Linked DNA regions of Anas platyrhynchos: region 1 is linked to region 2. The links are chromatin contacts, called in public Hi-C maps. All regions are on one chromosome and are shown on one strand. The core of a region is the stretch at or near the end of the contact, and the rest is flanking DNA. Distances in the headings are between cores, read along the strand shown. Region 1 holds the start of LOC101798288 (RNA 5'-monophosphate methyltransferase). Region 2 holds the start of KRT18 (keratin 18).

Region 1 (2,955 bases), core at 5-2,504, 240 kb after region 2:
CTCATGCTACAGGAAGAGACACTTCTTGACCATGAGACTGCAGCAAATAAGAATTAAGGAGAGTTTTCTTCTGAATTTCGCATTGCAGAGCGCGCCACTCAGCGGCAAGCATATTTATCTTTCATTAAAGGAGATTTGATGAAGTTCCTGAATGACATCAAGGAAAACTGCAGGTGCACCCAGCTCACGCAGGCAGGCAGTGTCCCCTAGTGGTGTCTCTGTATTTCAACAGAACTGGACTGGGAACATTTTTGCCTGACCTGCTCTGCGGGTTCATCTGAAGCAGGACCGAGGGTTGTCCTTGAGATAACACCTTAGGCCTTCAAACAACCTGGCAGGGGGCTGGGGAAAGGAGCCTGGGAGAGAGCAGCACGCACGTCCTCAAGCAGATCCGAGTTTCATCCTGAATGAGTAATTACTTCTAAGCTAAGTTTATAAAGTTTTGATCAGGAAAAATTATCTGTAAAACAGTTACATTAAATATTGCACCACTGTTCACCTGCACAACACTGCACAGCTGCACACCAAGAAGAGTCATGAGAAAAGTGTAAGAAGGCGAAGACAATGAACTGCCAAAAAAAGGAAATTCTAAGTATTTGCTAGCTTTGTCACAAAACCTTTGCAACCATGTGAGCAGGATACCAGCTTCACGCCCGTCTGACAGACAGGGGAGGTGATGCTATCAAGAGGGAACACGTTACGGGGTCTGGTTTCAGGCTCACCCAGCTCCCCTGCCCTCTCTGGTGCTTGGGACACCCACTGCAGGTGGGACACCACCGTTCCCCTTCAGCCTTTCCCTCCCCCCCCAGCCCCCCAACCCCACCCCCAACCCCCGGACCCCCTCCCACCACCCCTCACCAGTATTTCCCTCACCACCCCCCATTCCCCTTCAGCCTTTCCCTCACCCCCCCAGTGCCCCACACCATCCCAGCACCCCCACACCTCTCCCCCCCAATCCCCCAACCCAGGCCGCCCCCCTCCTCCTTCACCTCACAACCCCCCCCCCATCGCCCCCTTACCCCCGAATTGCAGCCCACGTCGAGGCCCAGCAGCGGGCGAGCGGCCGCGGGGAAGAGCCGCCGCAAGAGGCCGTCGGGCAGGAGGCTGACGCGGGCCTCGGGCGGGTGGAAGCGGGAGTAGTTGGGGAAGTTGCCGTAGGGAGCAGCGCCGGGCTCCGGGCAGGGAAGGGGCGCGCTGCTGGGCGCCGCCATCTTGCCTCCCTACCGCGCGAGCGCCGGGCGCGGACCGAGCGGGCGCAGAAAGGTTCCGGGGAAGAAAGGTTCCGGGGGGGGGGGAGGTCGCGCATGCGCACACCCACTGAGGAGATGGGGGGCGGGGGGGGGGTGAGGGCCAAGGCCGCTGGGGTTGTTCTCAGTCCTCCTAGCCCAGGCTTTCCAGGTCCATTTGTGCGAAAAGAATTTGTAGAATTTTTGCTTTTAAAAAAAAAAGTGTCCAGTCCCTATCACACCAGAGCAGGCCGAGGAAGGGCAGCATCCACCCCCGGGGTCACCTCTGGCCCTGCCACCTTTGCCCTTTGCCCTTTGCCCGGCGTTGCCATGGTGCTGCCGAGGCCTGGGGCAGGGGCTCAGGCCCTGGGGGAGCCACCAGCTCCAACAGAGCACCCACAGCCAGGCTAATTAACCATAAAGTTCATTTCAGCTTCCCCCAGCATAGAAACCTGCCTGTGTGTGTGCAACCCTCGGGGGCAGCTCTCTGGTTTACAGAAGCTTTCACGAAATGTTACAAAGTGTTAGTTAACAAATCAAAACACACCAACAAAACAAAAACAACAACAAAATGATCATCCTGGTATTGCTCCTGTCTGTAGATAGGTAGCTGGTGGGAGATTTCATAGAAGACAAAAAAATAAATTAAAAAAAAAAAAGCCTGTAGTTAAAAAGAGGGGTAAAAGACTCCATCTCCACCAGGGGGAAGGTTTTAGGAGAACCTGGGTTCATTTCACACTCCGATGTTAGCTGTTGTTACAGCATGAGGAGCAGAGGGCGCCAGGAGCTCAGAAACGGAGGCAAGCGCCAGAGCCGAGGTTGGGCCCTTGTGTTTGGCTCCTGCCATGGGAAAAACAAGTAGAGATCTGCAGGAAGTCTCCATCCTCGACACACCTCAATCATGAAAGGGAAAGAAGACAGGAAGAAGGACAAACATATAGATATTTCCCTCCTCTTGTGCAAGAGAATTTTTAAATTTTTTTTTAAGGTTTCCCCTGAATCTTTCTGGCTGCAATTAGGGCCCCTAAATTCTTGTCCTCTTTGCTATAGGCATGGGAAGCAGCTTGATACCTTCCTCTTTCTGACATCCATCACACACTGATGAATCTCTCTATCTCCTCCTTTCTTCCACATCCCACCTCTACATGGTCACATTACACTTACAACTTTAGGCCAAATGAATGTTTGCCGTATTCCTCAAGAGTCAAGTGTTGAAATTGGACAGAATCATCAGCCTTTTATTCCATTTTTGTTAATTACAGGAGCAGCTAAGCTTAAGTTATCCAACACAACAACACAAAATATTTTATTGCTGCAGAAAAATGCATCTGTGGTCTGTACCTCACTGTTTAGCCATGCTTTTTAGGAGACAAAATCTCATGCCTGCCTTTTGAGCATAGCTTCTTCTCAGGAGCAGAGATCTGTCACAACAAGATGCTGCAGCTGGTATCGCTCTCCTCTGGCAGCCTGGACTAATCCATGGCTGATGGAGAGAGAGAGATTTCACCGCCCAGTGTAGGCATTGATTTACATCATGTGAATAGCTCTCTGGAGGCTTTTTATTTTCCCCCACTCTCTCTAGAGAAAGCTTAGTGCGTCAGGTTGCTCTCCAGAAGCAGCTGGAAATGCTCTCTTAAGCAGGTACCTTGTTGACAACACTTGCTGGCCTCTACTAGGGTTTTGAACCCTACACTCACTTAAACCAAGTCTGAGCAAGAGCAGATGTCTT
Region 2 (3,003 bases), core at 198-2,697:
CCTTGTCCCATTATCCCCCTTGCCCCCACTGTCCCCATTGTCCCCCTGGTCCCCCCTTGCCCCCAGTGTCCCCCCGTCCCCATTGTCCCCCGGTCCCTCCCCGCTCTCACTTGACCCTGAAGTCGTCGGCCGCCAGCCGGGCGTTGTCGATCTGCAGCACGGTGCGGGCGTTCTCCACGGTGCTATCGAAGATCTGGGGGGACGGGGGTGTCACGGGGCGAGGGGACCCCCCGGCGGCCCCCCGGGGACACCGCCCCCCCCCCGGGCAGGAGCCGCACCCCGGAAATGCCGGGGGGGGGGGGGATGGGGGGGACAAGAGCCAGGTCCCCTGGGTGGGGCCGGCTGGCACCGGGCACCCTGGGCACCGGTCCCCTTCCGTCCCCGCGTGACCTTGGGCCGAAGCTGTGCCAAAACCACAGCCCCGGGGGGGGGGACACGACACACAGGGGGTGGGTGGGGCAGTGCTGGCCACGGGGTTTGTTTGCTTAATGAGGGGTGCGTTAATTAACCCCCCCTGAGCACCCCCTGACACTCATGGCCTTGGTCATGTCCCCTTGCCTGGTCCCGCAGCCGGGGGTGCGGTGTCCCCATGGGGTGTCCCCCCCATATGCTGCTGCCCAATGTCCCCATGCACTGTCCCCCAATGTCCCCATGTGGCTTCCCCGATGTCCCCATAGGGTGCCCCCCATGTCCCCAAGCGGTGCCCCCACACAGTGCCCCCCGATGCCCCTCCACGGTGTCCCCATGCGCTGCCCGGGGTGTCCCCGTGCGGTGTCCCCACGCTGTGCCCCGGGGGGGGGCCACTCCCAGCCGCCGCCAGCCCCGGGTGCAAAGTCCGCCCGGCCCCGCGGCCGCTCTGGTTAATGTTTAACCCGGGGCCGGCAGCGCCCCGGGGCCGCGGTGCCAGCCCTGCGGGTGCCGTGCCCGTGCCGGCCCCACCTTGGCGCGCAGGTCCTCGATCGCCTCCCAGTAGTGGCTCCAGTCCTGGGTGCTGGGCCCCTTCTTGGCCAGGTGCTCGCGGATCTGCACCTCCAGCCGCCGGTTCTCCTGCTCCAGGCTGCGCACCTTGTCCAGGTAGGTGGCCAGGCGCTCGTTGAGGTCCTGCATCGTCTCCTTCTCGTTCTGCACCACGCCGGAGCCCGACAGCAGCAGGCTGCCCCCGTAGCTGCCCCCGTAGCTGCCCCCGTAACCGGCCCCATAGCTGGCCCCGTAGCCGGCCCCAAAGCCGCTGCCCAGGCTGCTGCTGCGGGTGATGGAGATGCGGGACCCCGAGCCCCCGGCCCCCGCGTAGACGCTGGCGGCGCTGCTCAGGGGCGCGAGGCGACGGCTGCCGCCCGAGCGGGTCGAGCTGGAGTAGACGGTGCTGCGGGAGTAGCTCATGGTGCCGGGCGGACGGACGGACGGACAGAGCGACAGACGGACGGACGGACGGACACAGACGGCGGGCGGGTGGCCGGGCGTGATTTATAGGCGGGCGAGGGGAGGGGTGGCCCCGGGAAGGTGGGGCCGGATCCTGCGGCCGCTGCGGGTCCTGCCAAGGGGCTGGGGCTGGGGGGGGGCTGCAGGGGGGGCTGGGGAGGGTGGGGAGGTCCTGGGGGGTTTTGGGGGGGGGTCGTGGCGCAGGGACGGGGCTCAGCCCCAAGCACCCGTGGGGAGGCAGGGCAGAGGAGTGGGGTCAGCCCCGGGAGGTTTGGGGGGCTCAGGGCATGGGGAGGGGGCTCAGCCCCCTGCGTTTTGGAGGGCTCAGGGCACAGGGAGGGGGCTCAGCCCCGTGAATTTCGGGGGACCCAGGTCGTAGGGGCTGGGCTCAGCCCCGTGAATTTCAGGGGACACGTGGCACAGGGACGGGGCCCAGCCCTGTGTATTTCGGGGGGCCCTGGGCAGAGGAATGGGGTCAGCCCCCTGCATTTTGGGGGTCTCAGGGCATGGGGACGGATCAGCTCCCTGCATTTTGGGGGACCCAGGGCTCGGGGATGAAGCTCGCCCCAAGCATTTTGGGGACCCCCCTCCCAGCCCCATGCCCCCCCCCCCCCCCCGCCCAGTTTCCCACCCGCGGGGGGGCTGGGGTCGGACGTGCCAGCGAGCCCCCCGGCCCTGGGTGGGGGTTGTGCGGGTCCCCAGCTGGGGACTGCCCCAGGTGCCCGGGGCTGGGGGGGGGCTGTGGTGGCCCGGCCCAACCGGCTCCAGGAATCCTGCCCGGCCTCTCCCCAGCCCTGCTGCAACCCCCCCGGGGACACCCCGGGGACACCCTGGGGACACCCCGGGGAGACCCCAGGGACACCCCACGGAGACCCTGCACAAACCCCAGGGAAATCTTGGGGACACCCCAAGGGAGACCCCCGGAACACCCCGCAGACACCCCCAGGGGCACCCCAGGTACAACTTGGGGACACCGGGAACACCCTGGGGACACCCCAAAGGACCCCAGGGACACCCCGGGAACACCCTGGGGAGAACCAAAGACAACCCAGGGACACCCTGGGGACGCCCCCTGCCCACCCCCTCTCCACCCGGGAGCCCCCCCAGCCCTGTGGGACCCCCGCCCTGCCCCCCGCCCCCCCCGCCCCCTCCCCCAGCGCCTGGCCGGGCCCTTATCTCCCTCCGAGCTGATTTGGGGCTGCACCCAGGCGGGCGCCGCATTCCAGCCCTTATCTGCCAGGGCATCGGCTCCCTGCGCTCTGGCCACAAAGGGGGGTCCCGATCCCCCCCGCACAACCATGGGACGAGGAGCCGGGCACGTCCCCGGGGGCTTCAGGGTGTGGGGGGGGGCTGCGGTGGGATTCTGCCACCCAGGAGGTGAGTGTGCTCCTTTCCACAAGTGTGCACGAGTGCAGGCTTTGCAGAGATGCACAACTGTGCCTGAGCACGCGCCTTTGCACAAGCACGCAGCCCTGCGTGAGCACCCGCTGCTGCACAAACGCTCCCTGCTGCACAAACGCACATTTTTGCACGGGCACACGCCTGTAGGCACACGCACCTTGCACCTTGCACAAGTACACTGCT

The links. A called contact is a pair of places that touch in the nucleus more often than the background predicts.
Region 1: a Hi-C map of skeletal muscle shows a contact between it and region 2, with 4 times the contacts expected there. The contact joins the promoter of LOC101798288 here to the promoter of KRT18 in region 2. A contact is called at or near these places in 3 of 8 Hi-C or Micro-C datasets (liver, skeletal muscle and subcutaneous adipose tissue).

The regions. Positions count from the first base shown.
Region 1 is chr34:607,561-610,515 of IASCAAS_PekinDuck_T2T, forward strand. LOC101798288 (RNA 5'-monophosphate methyltransferase) reads right to left here and starts at 1,255. Exons shown (of 8, transcript XR_011806096.1): 1 at 1,020-1,255.
Region 2 is chr34:372,201-375,203 of IASCAAS_PekinDuck_T2T, forward strand. KRT18 (keratin 18) reads right to left here and starts at 1,448. Exons shown (of 7, transcript XM_072031883.1): 1 at 940-1,448; 2 at 111-193. The coding sequence starts at 1,380.